Linked DNA regions of Mus musculus: region 1 is linked to region 2. The links are chromatin contacts, called in public promoter capture Hi-C maps. All regions are on one chromosome and are shown on one strand. The core of a region is the stretch at or near the end of the contact, and the rest is flanking DNA. Distances in the headings are between cores, read along the strand shown. Region 1 has its middle 120 kb from the start of Irak1bp1. Region 2 holds the start of Mei4 (meiotic double-stranded break formation protein 4).

Region 1 (6,110 bases), core at 2,345-4,844, 850 kb after region 2:
TTATAAATAGTCTTGACATTACATAGCCCTTACATGGTTTAATAAAATAGCATTCTATAATCTCCCCCAAACCTACAACCACAGTCTAATCATGAGAAAACAATTTTTAAACTCCTAATAAATGGGAACCCTAAAATATTCCTTAAAATTGTTAGGACCCTGAAAATCAAAAAGAAAGTCTAAGAAACCACAATCAAGAGAACTCTAAAGAAGACACAACAGCAAAACTTGATGTGGTGCAGAAACTTAAGATGATTTCTTAAAGTCAATTAGTTACAAACAAGAAAAGGTACAGAAACATTAGGCGTTAGGCAATAATAAGGTATCCGTGCTGATTTATGAACTGTGACATAGCAATGTGTTACTAATAAAGATCTGATATGTGCGGTGGGTGCACAGAGGAAGGCAATATCTGCTCTGTTTTCTCTAAGTCTAAAGCTGCCTGCAAAACTAGTGTTGTCCTTGAATGGAGAGCCTTTGTTTAGCATGTGCGAGGCCCTGGGTTCATTCCTCAGAACTGAAAAATAAATTAAATTTTATAACTTTTCAGGGAACTCTCCTCATACAAAGCTTGGAGAAAATGTGGAGCTCTAGTAACAAAAAGAAAAATTCAATATGTTTTCAGAAAAATAAAATGGCAATGCTTTCCAAGTTGATAGGACTCAGATACATCAGCAGTAACTATGTGCTGAAGAAAAGGAAAATACTTTGAAATCTGGAGAAAAACAGCTAGTCAAGCTAAATCATTTTAAACCTGGCCAAACTGCTGTTCAGATTAACCACTAGCTCATATAATCACTTTCAGTTTTTAAATTCTTTACTACATTTTATAAGTGTGTGTGTGCATGTGCGTTCATGCATGCGTGAGTGTGTGTGTGCATGAGTGTACGAGTGTAGAAGTTAAAAGACAGCTTTCAGGAGTCAGCTTTTGCCTTTCATCCTGTGGGTTCCAGGAATTGAACCCAGGTCATTAAGCTTGGCAGCAAGTGCCTTTACCTACAGAAGTTCCTTGCTGGCCTCTAAAAACACTTTGGAACTCCCAAAGACTCAGAAAAAAAGCATCTATTCTTCACTAAAGAAGTATTAAAATGTAAAAGAAAAAATATGAAGAGCAATATGGAAATTGGGGCACAAAAATACAGAACCAAATCCAGGAGTAGAGTGAACTCTGGGGACACTTGGGTGTGCCTCAGAATGAGGAGCACGGCACAAAGAAGGACTGGGTGTCAGAAACTTCGAGAAAACAAAATTGAATAAAAAAAATTAAATTCCTATGATAAAAAGAATCATGAAAATGTTGAGTCATTGTAGTGAGCAAAGAAATGTATGTTATGTTATGTTATGTTATATTATATTGTATTATGTTATATTAATAAGAATAATGTTTGCCTTATGTCTCAAGTTTTAAAACTCATTCAGGAAACAAAATGGAATAAAAAATCTTTCTATCTTCCAATATAGCTTCAAAGCTTAGTAAATAACATCTACATAGCTGACTGGGGAGAACATTTAGAATGCATCTCTAAGACAAAGCATGGAAGGTTTAGAATAATAGAGTAAGTTTTAAATATTATAAGCATGGATAATTTCAAGTCATGACAAAGTGCATGCCGATGTGGAGGTTAGGAGAGGCGGTGAGGACCATCTCTCATGTCTGCATGCATTGTGAGAGACAACACCAAAGGAGAAGTGATGAAGAAACAGAAGTCTAATTCCTGTCCTGACGTCATCTAAGACAAACAAGAGGTGAGGTTGAGCCTGTGACTGAGAGTGGCAGAGCTGGGGAGACTTTGGGGGAATTGGGAGAAGACCAAATGAACTGGACTCACTGGACGTCAAGACACTGCTTAGGCAGTGAAGCTGATAACCAGGAAATGTTCATAGCCACACATTAGGGAAAATATTAAGTACATGTTACTCACTCGTTCATTTTCTTTTAAACTTTCAATTCAAAAAAATCACAAAACTTAGGTAATGTTCTAGTTATTTAATGTTCTTTAGTTGTTCCAAAGGATAGATGGAACTTACATAACAGTCTATGTGGTAGCTAATATTTCTGAGACTCCCACAGACCCATAAAGCAAAACACAAAAACAGCCAAACTGAGCTCAAAGCATCCTATTAAACAAGAAGAATAAATTAAATATTTTACTTATAACATACAAAGGGGGAAAGCTAGGGAATACAAATATATGGAAAGAAAGAAAGTAAAGACAAAGTCCTGTTATTTTTTAATAAGTGAATATGGGATGACAGAAAATACAGCTGATACCTAATGTAAAATTAATGTTCAAGTGTAAGATAAAAATATTATTAGCACATTAGATCATCCTAGCTTGTTTTGTAAAGATAAAATATAGGTATATATAAAGAATAATATGTAAGTTATATTAATATGTATAAGCTATGTAATGTGTAAATAGTATGTAATGGTATGTAAATATGTAAATAATTGTGATATTAACAAGGAATATCACATCACTGAAGAAATGACATCATTCTTAATTATGACAGACAAGCTGAGGAGAAAGGGAGCAATTTAAGTGCAGACCTCATCATCACAAGGGCTGTATAAGCCATCCCAACAGTACAGTAAAACAACATTAATTAAGAACCATATTTAAAACAGTAAAAAAAAAAAAAAAAAAAAAAGGCCAGCTATATAAAGAAAAGAAAAGGCTATTTCAGCAGCAAGCAAGCTGAATAAAGAGGAAATTCCCAGAAAGCAGACATTCAATGAACTGTAGTTACAGTAGAAGGAATTGCTACACACTGGAAACCAATAGGGCCTTTCCATTCCTGTGGTCTCTGAAATAGATGTTTAAGAGGGGACTGAGAGTTCAAGGCTTCACAATAGCAGAGATGGGGGGAGGGGTGGGAGAAGATGGAGGGGGAGGGGGAGGGAGAGGGAGAATAATGAAGGGAGCAAAACTTGAAGGGGCAAAGACAAAGAGACCTGGACCTTAGTACATACAACACTGGTTCCCTCTAAGAAAGCATTCCTCCCCTAGCTGACTGTAGACTCACGTCCTCTGAGGACTGGTTAACAAAGAGGAAATTTCCAATGTTTTTGCTGTTTGTTTTTGTTTTGTCTTTAGCACTGCACCGCAGTGAATATGGAAGAAAGAGATATTTAAAAGGAAGCCATTTCCAAACTGCACTGCCCTTCATTTCTATGAGGCTGATCCTGCTGACTGCTTGACACACAGGCTGGAGAAATCAGGGCGAAAGGCTCTCTGGTTGGGATGTGGTAGCCCATCCATCCTCAGCTTTATTTGAATGTGCAAATTCTGAAGTCCCCAGTCACTGAGACGGAATACAGTTTTTGCCTTTCAAAACAAGATCAAGCCAGAGTTTTATGTCCCCCCTAGGATTCCCAGAGTCTTAGAGCCAGGACACTCAGAACACTGAAGAAAGAGAAACTGAAAAGGCTGGGCCTGGCACAGTTTCACGGTCTAATTAAGGTGGAGGCAGGAAGCGAGTCTAAGATTCTGAGCGTTTTCTTCATAAAAATTTGCTTAGGAAGGTGATTGTGCTCTCAGGTCTGCCCAGCACATCTGGTAGGAAAGAACAGCCACCTCTATTTGCATCCTATGAACAAGTTCAAAACCTAACGTGCAGTTTGGGACGGACCAAAGAAAAGGAACCAACAGCTGACTGACTGAAACCTTCTCTATAATTAGCAAGTAATCGTATATAGAGGAGAGACGAATCATGCCATAGAGAGGACGTTTTTAAGAGACAGGTGCGGAAAGAGATGCAGAAATTACTGAGCAGGAAACAGTTCCTTGGAGACCACGGGTGTGATATGCCAGAGTGGGGTCAAGACAGAAGGTCTCTGACAGAGGTGAGGACTGAGAGAACAGAAAACAGTGTGGCGCAGAGACGAGGGGAACACAGGCACGTTCTTCTCTGTTAGCTCAGGGGCTATGAACAGACCTGCAAACTCCAGGCAAGATGGTCAGAAGTCCTTCAACTATGCTGACATTTCCTGCAAGTTCTGAGCTAACGAGCCCTACCTAAGATGGAGACTGCCCCTCAGGCAAGCGGTTGGAAGGAAGGAAACATCAGTATGTGTGAACCATAAAGGAAAAAAAAAAAAAAAAACCACACATTTACCTTCAGAAATTTCTAACCTAAGAATAGAATTCTTTTCAAATTGTTAATTAGGTTTGGCTTTAGATAATACTGCTTGAAGATAGCAAGACCTTTAATTCCGGAATCCTCAGGTTCTAATAGAAGCCAGTGGTTGGATGCCTTTTGTGGAACCTCGAATCTTTAGATCAAGATATGATTTGACAAGGTAAGTCTGTTAGCAGCAGGATTTACCCTACAGTGCAGATCACAGGCAGACTAATGCACTGCCTGTCTCCCTGACAAATGCATTCTTACTTCTGATGCTTGGTTGACACTTCATGGGTGTTGAATCCTTCTTCTTTCAGTAATTAGCCTAGGGAGAACAATTACAAGATCTGTACACCACAATCCCTACCCCTCCTAACTCCTTTGAAGACCTTGCTAATCAATCTCCATGTTCTCTGCTGCCTGAGGCAGGACTCAACCTCATAACGCCATTCCACGAGCCAGAAGCTGGCACGGGAGGAAATAGCTGCTCTCTACCTGTAAGCTGTTTCATCATTTTCTTGATGTCTTACTCAAAAATTAGCAATTGGTAATTATACTCCAGCCAAATATAATCGCTGGGGCTGGGGGCAGTGTGATGGGTAGACTAGAAAATGTAGATCAAAGAGGAATTCTTTTCTATGACTGTGGAAAATCTGAGTGAAGGATCATGCCATGATGCACAAGTTCATAAGTGTGCAGGAAGCAATGCTTTGGTAACTTTGCTCTCGGGCTTTTGAAAGCAGACACTCTTGTTCTCACACTGCCAGCAGGAGCTCCGGATTTCTCATCTTAACTTAAGGCCAAGCAGCTCTCCCATTATCCCGTTAGCCCATTATCCCGCTGGACCACTAGGCTGGGGCAGCTCTCCCTTTATCCTGCTGGGCTAGATGGGATTGCCTTCGTTCTTTTCCCAGAATTTCTGCTGTGAAAATTTGAGTTGAAATCAAAAGTGTTTCGCCACTTGGAGTGAACAACCTTAGAATAACTCTATAAACAAATATTCATTCATATGTCTAAAAATATATATTTGCTTTCAAAATCATTTTACTATGGAAAAAAATCATTTCAGTGCAAGCTATGTTAATTGTATTTTAGTTTATGAAAGCTGGTCTTTGCCACCAAAGACTGACCTCAAAGACATCATTGAGCTCTACTATAGAAATTTATTTCCCCCCTCCCCCCAAAAAAATTAGTGAGACTTTCTCAAAATGCAACCTGCTCTCTGAATGAATTAATATAGGTAGTGTATACCAATAGCACTCTAGTTCTGGATTTCTCAGATTTTAACTGCAAAAGTTGTTGTCCATACTTATGACTAGCATATATTTTATTAGGATGCCTCAAATTCTAGGAGATTTCACAAAAATACAATCTCTGAATTAACATAAGCAAACCCTAGTGCAGAAGACCACACAGAAGCAATGAAATCAATTTTAGACAGCCTTGACTTTTACCTTATACGTTGCATGCAAGTCTTCCCTTGAGGTTTCTTTAACATTATAAATTATTGCCTGTAAAAATGCTAGGTCAGAGCATCCAGCTTATAGGAATACTAGTTCTTTTAAACAAATTGATCGTACTCCACTCAAAAGGTCTGCTCTATTTTTCTGCCATCTATTTTAAAGTTCATAGCTTTAATTTGGAAGATTAATAACAAAGTTGACAACAGTTTCCATGTCAATGTGTCTTTTCTCACAAACATGTTTGGGAGTAGGACATCAGGGCCTGGAGTGATAGCTCAGCAACTAAGAACACTTGCTGCTCTTCCAAGAGACCCAAGTTCGAGTCCTAACACCCTCTTCTGACATCCCCAGGCACAAAGCATGTACGTAATACACAGACATACATGCAGGCAAAACACCCATACACCTAAAATAAGAATTTAAAACAATGAAGTTTTGAGTCAGAAGTATGTGATCATGTTATCATTTACTAAAACACACACTAAAATATTTTCTGTCAAACATAATTTGACCAAATGGGGA
Region 2 (6,330 bases), core at 93-2,592:
TCTTGAGTGAGTCAAAAACTTGTATAATTTTCTTAAAACGTTTCTTTTTCTGCTATGTATTCTAAAGCATCTTTAACCATCTGAAGATGTTCAAAGAAAACTATTGAGGTTGTTGAAATCATTAGGTCTTTACATTTAGGTGGTAAATAGTTAAAACTACCTCTGGGCTTTCGTTCAGGATTTCAGTGGCTGTGCTGTATTTGGTAATTGCTACCCATTTGTTTTAACTATTAGACTGAGTGCTCTGTCTTGTATGGAGTTGTAATCAGGTCTTGACCAGTAATCAAGGCTGTAACTGGCACGTAACAGCTCAATTTTCTCAATAAATGTATGAGGGGAATTGAAATAGAATATCATACTATTTATCAACGCAAACACAACTTTTCTACATCACTCCTACTTGACTGTTCATTATCTTGAAATGAACTTGGATGGTTTGATTTTACATTACTCAAAGAAGAGCAGTGAGCACAGTAGAGCACTCACAGTGTTCATCACCTTAGCAGTCACAATAACCCGAGTTTAGTTTGCATGAAAGCACCGTTGCAAGATTAACGAAAGCTATATTAAATTACATTATAGTTAAAATTATTGACTTTCTTAAACACATGGATAGAACAATGAAGCTTAACATTTCCAAGACATTTGCAATAACTGACTAGATGCAAGCACTTGCCTTAATAAAGGGTCATTTACGTAGGAGAATGAGCTGTGCAGACCCCCCAGATATAATATTTGGTAATTTATCCTATACAATTGTTGAAACCTTTAACTATTAGCAAATTAGCACATTGTTAGTAAAGTCTACATAAGTGACTTCCGAATGCTTAGAATCTCCTTTGCATTTTAATTTCTGAGAAATTTCAGTACGTGAGGCAAAAAATTACTTAAAATCCTAGATGAAGATATGACAGGTGGACAAATGAGAAACATAGCGCTTCCTCCCGCAGGAAGCAAAGATTTTAAAACCATCTTTGGAAACAAGCCAACAAATGAACCCAAAGAATCTGTTTTCCCGACTGTTCCCATGTAGGACAGGAGTTGGCACAACAGAAGCTTTCCTGAAACTTTTCCTTTTTTTCAAGCCCCGTGAGTCTCTCCTTAGAAACCAAATCAGCCTTTCAGGAGAGGAGCTGCAGGCAGTCCTAGACTATTTTGAACTATTTTGCAGAAGAAAGGAAGATGCAGGAAACACCTGCCTAGTCCAGCCAAACCGGCTAACCGCTCCTCGCCGAGCCCGCCCGAGCCCGCCGGAGCCCCTCCCAAGCCCCTCCGAGGAGAGTGGCGCAGAGGCTTCTGGGACTTGTGGTCTCCGCGGGCCTCCCTCTTGATTGGCACTGGAAGAAAGCCGGGAGGAGTGGCGCTCTGGGCTCTGGCGCCTACCTGCGGGCTGCGCTTGCATCAGCGTGCATGGCCGGGAATACTGGCCCCCGAGCTTCCCCCGCCGCCTGAGGGCGTCCTTCCTTCTCAGGAACCCCAGGCTTGTGTAGCATCTGCCTGCTCTCTGTACTCTCGGGCCCCGGGTCCCCTCAAGCAGCGCACGCTCTCAGGTGCTGTGGCTTGGGGTTCCTTGTCGCGCCCTTTGCGGAGGTAGGTCGCCTCACGCGTGGGGAGGGGCATTTCTTTACCTGATAAGTAGGTCGCGCCTGGAGCCTCAGAAACTTGGGCGGGCAAAGCGTGTGTTCTGTGGTGTGTTCTACACCTTAGAGTCTGTGCAAGCCTGCCTTCACTCTAGAGGTGGCTTCTGAGGTTTCCTGGAGGAAAGGGTGGTTTTGGGGGACCGTAGGCACTTGTTGATCTGATCTTTTATTGAGCAAGTACACACCCAGAGGAACTGCAGAAAGTGTTGGGGGTGTTAAAAGTGGGACGGGTGCGGTTTTCTTGGGATCTGACAAGCATGTGCTGGTACATGAGGTAGAGATAAAAATCATTCTTGGAAGAGCTAGGTTGTGGTGAGATATGCAACAGATCAGAGGAGCAGGGCCAGAAGTGGAGTCTCCATTACGGAGGAAGAAGCCAGTGAGGGTTTGGTGAATCTGGAATGTCCAAAGTAGCAGAAAGTCAATAATTTGAAGTGAATTAAATAAAGCCTTGAATAGCTTTATAGTCTGCAATTACATATTTAGAGGATTAAAGTCCCACCAGGAACCACAGAAAATACATTAGTATGTCGATATTCACAGAATATAAATATGAAATTCATAAGAATTTCATAACTTGGATTCTTCATCAACTGGAATTTATTATTTTTTTTTCTGTATCTTTTGGATTTTTGAGACAAGGTTTCACTTTGTAGGATGGCCTTGCCTCCTGCTCTCAAGACTAATGGCAATATGTATGCCTCAGACTTGCAAATGCTGGGATTAAAATGTGAACCACCAAGTCTGAATATATCAGGTTACTTCCAATTAGCAAACTTTTTATCAAATTCATTACATACATTCTGATCAATTTTGGCTTGTTTATATTACTTTTTCCTGCTTAGAATTATATGATTTTTGGTATATCTTGTGACTACAGTAATGACATTCACAAATTGACATCCACTATTTTACTTTCCATTGTTATAGCTTACAGCTTCTGTGAGGGCCTTAGGTTAAACACAATGTCTTTGTATATGTCAGTAAACCACAAAATTTACAATTCAGTCGTAAAATTTGGACATGAAGACCAGGAGCACAGATTTGTGACTGAGTATTTTTTTAAAATTTTTTTTTTCATGAAAGTAGCAATGTTTGGAATCAGATATTTGAAACCAATATTATGGAATTCTTGTTAAAAACATAGTATTAATTTATCCCATGGTTTATTATATCAAAGAAATTAGAAGTCTAGTGTATTCTAGGTTTCATGATATATGTGAATGGCAGGTATATGTTAAGTTCTGCTGTATGAAAATACTTGAAGCCAAAAGTCACAGCGCCAATTTAATAGGCATATTAACCCAAATCATTTGAAGCATTCGTGAGATAAACATACTTAATGATTGTATTGTGCATAATGTTTTGAAGGATTTGAGATTTAGAAAGCTAAAGGGTTATAAAGACAGAAGATGTTAATGTGCTGAAGAGAAAGTAGGTACGTTTTTAGACACTGGGATGTAATCAGGGCAGCATCACTAAGTGTTTTAAGAATAGGTTTAGAGTGTCAGCTACAGCAACGGGAAGAAATAGCATTGAGGATTTGTCAGTTTTGTCACTTGTAACAATGGCAAGAACACTCAGGTACTGTGGGAGTATTGAAAACTCCCCTTTAAAAAAATCTAATAATTTTAAAGATTTTGTAAATGTACATTTTATCTAAGCACACTTCACTTCATACCTCTTTACTGTTCCTTTTCATGTCCTGCCCCCTCTCACTAGTATGCTTTGCTCTCCTAGACAGTTTTAGTTCTGCTTCATGTCATATGTTTACACATGACTGTATCTCTATAAAGTCTAGGAGCCACCATGGATAAGACAAAACACATGCTCGTTGTCTTTCAGACGCTAACTAAATTGCTTTAAAATGACCATCTCCAGTTGCATTAACTTTCCAACAAATACACAGTTTTTATCCTTCTTTATGGTTAAAAAAAATCTCATTCTGTATATGTAACACATCTTCCTTATCCTTTCCTCTGCTGTGAACACTGCATTGGTCCAAAATTTGATTATTGTGAAGAGTGCTTTGATAAACACTGTTGTGAGAGAGGATCAATGTTTACTTTTGGAGGAACTTCCACTCTGACTTCCATAGTGGCTGAACTCATTTACATGTGAGCAGACTTGGGTGTCTGAGGGTCCCTTTTTGTCCACTCCCTCACTATCACTTCTGTTATTTGTTGTTTTGTGACTATCATTCTGACAGTGGTTAAATAGCACCTCACTGTAGTTCAAAAAAAAAAAAAACTTTAAAACTGTTTGAGATTACGACATAATTACATCATTTCCCTGCTTTCTGAAATGTCTTCTCTTTATCACCTACCATGTACAGCTCTCCTTTGTACTCACTTAAATTCGTGGCCTCTTTTTCCTTGCTGTTACATATCTATCTGTCTATCTACCTATCTATCTATCTATCTATCTATCTATCTATCTATCTATCTATACATTGTACACAAACACAAAAATATGTGTGTGTAATGTATGTACGCATGTATGTATGTATGTATGTATGTATGCATATAAATATGTAAATACAACCTGATCAGCCTGTATAATGTATGTTCTGGTTCGTTATTTTTAGATGCCTGATAAGGTTGAACATTTTTTTGTTTGTTGACTGTTTGCATTCCATCTTTTGAGAAATATTTATTTACTTCATTAACCCATTTATTGGTAACATCATTCAATTGCTTGTTTAGTTTCTGTGTGTGTTCTTTGTGTACTTTAGATATTAATCCTAAAATAGCTACCCAAACTATCTCTGGTCCCATAGGCTCGCTTGACTCTAGTAACTCTGTACTCGTCTGTGCTGAAAACACTGATCTCATTCTGTCCTAATTATCAGATGCTGACCTTAGTTCATGAATGACTTGGTTTCTGTCAAATCCTTGCCTATGCACATATCTTAAAGTGGATTTCTTACCTTTTCCTTTAACAGTTACAGGGTTTCAGGTCTGATGGTGTATTAGTTAGGGTTTTATTGCTGTGAAGAGAACCCATGGCCATGGCGACTCCTATAAAGGAAAACATTTAATTGGGTCAGGCTTACAGTCCAGAGGTTTTGTCCATTATCATCATGCTGGGGAGCATAGCATCATGGAGGCAGAAATGATGCTGGAGAGGTAGCTGAGGGGTCTAGCTACATCCCAACCTGTCCAGAAGAGAGAGTGTCACTGGGTCTGGGTTGGGCTTCTGAACCCCTAAATCCCACCTTCAGTAAGGCCACACCTCCCAGTAGTGCCTCTCCCTATGAGCTTATGGGGGGTATAATGGTAGGAGCATCCTGAGTGTCATGATATTTTTTAAAAGTAGAAGCCATATTGTACCAGGAAAACCCCATGAGGCTTCACCCTAAAACAAGGAACTTTAGAAAACTGGGGAAAGCTAGAAATGGGAAATGTCATCTTCCCCAGGGTAGAGCAAGCCAATTGGTGATCCTATGACCTATATAGACTGAACTTGTTATTTAAGAACACATACACACACACACGCACGCACGCACATGCACATGCACATGCACACGCACACACACACACACACACACACACACACACACACACACACACCCCATACAATACATATGCAATATACACATAAATGCAAGAAATAACAATGAAACACTAGGCCATGAATTTGAAGGAGAATGGGGATGGGTATATGGCAGAGATTGGAAGGAGAAAAGTGAAGGGAGAAATGTATTATAATTTCAAACAAAATAAAATAAAACATCCATTGGAGTTTATCCTTTTTTTTTTGTTTTCTGTGTTAGGGATGGAGCTAAATGCCTTGAGATGACTGGAAAAGTGTCCTATCTCTGAGCTATGTTCTCAGCTAGAGGATATCTAAAGAACTGAAAGAGTCCCCAGCCAGAGGAAGAGACTGAAAGAACTAAAGAGCAGAGATTGTTAATGGAGAAGGAACAAGGATTTGATATGCAATTTTGGAACATTGCTCATGGTATATAGGACAGAAAGTTAGTGGCTGTTATTTTTGAGATGCATATCACAGAATAATCGCAGTTTTCTCATGATCTAGCTAAGGATCTAGTTTGCTTTATCTGTCTATCCCCTTGGTATATCAGTTACCTAATAGTCTTAACTACCCATCCTGTGTTAGTAGTCAGGTAGATTGTATTCAGTGGCATTTACTAACTATGGAGGTAAAATATATATCAAATAACTAATTAGATCACATGACACAGTGCAGTTCTGATACCTAATAGGAAAAAATGTAGATTATATCTACTCACATTAGAACGAAATATGCCTTGTAACTATCAAAGAGAGTAACTTCACGCATAGGATAGGCGTAGATCATTGTTAACATGTTAACCATACCTTTCCCATGATGATGTTTGTTCATTTACCATCAAATTATTTACGGATCTTTTGACAATAACGGCCTCAGTCTCTGCTCTTGGGCATTTAGAATATATTTTTCCAGTAGGCTGGTGAGGTTGGTTGGGAAGACTTTAAAGAACCAAGACTTTGTGAGGATCTTCTTCATGCCTAGGATTGCTGCTTTAAAAAGACTAAATATGAACTTAGTGACCGTTTAATTTTATTCCTGGTACAGTTATTCCCATTAGGGGGGAAACAAAAAGGCTTGGGGAATGGTAAATCGATGATCAACCACAGCCTCCACTGACTAAGTCTCTTAACATCCTTTGGAGAAGCCACAACAA

What was found. Promoter capture Hi-C pulls out the DNA fragments that hold promoters and counts their contacts.
Region 1: a contact with region 2 is called in a promoter capture Hi-C map of the HPC-7 cell line, with 4 times the contacts expected there. The contact joins the enhancer-like site here to the promoter of Mei4 in region 2. A contact is called at or near these places in 7 of 39 promoter capture datasets (the 3T3-L1 cell line, 3T3-L1-derived adipocytes, the HPC-7 cell line and 4 more).

The regions. Positions count from the first base shown.
Region 1 is chr9:82,706,782-82,712,891 of GRCm38.p6, forward strand. No RefSeq gene overlaps it. Among named protein-coding and RNA genes, the nearest start is that of Irak1bp1, 120 kb to the right of the region's middle. Within about 2 kb of position 3,595, at least 12 of the 459 cell types and tissues checked have an H3K27ac peak or open chromatin away from gene starts, as enhancers often do.
Region 2 is chr9:81,862,328-81,868,657 of GRCm38.p6, forward strand. It overlaps Mei4 (meiotic double-stranded break formation protein 4), which reads left to right and starts at 1,343. Exons shown (of 5, transcript NM_175213.4): 1 at 1,343-1,590.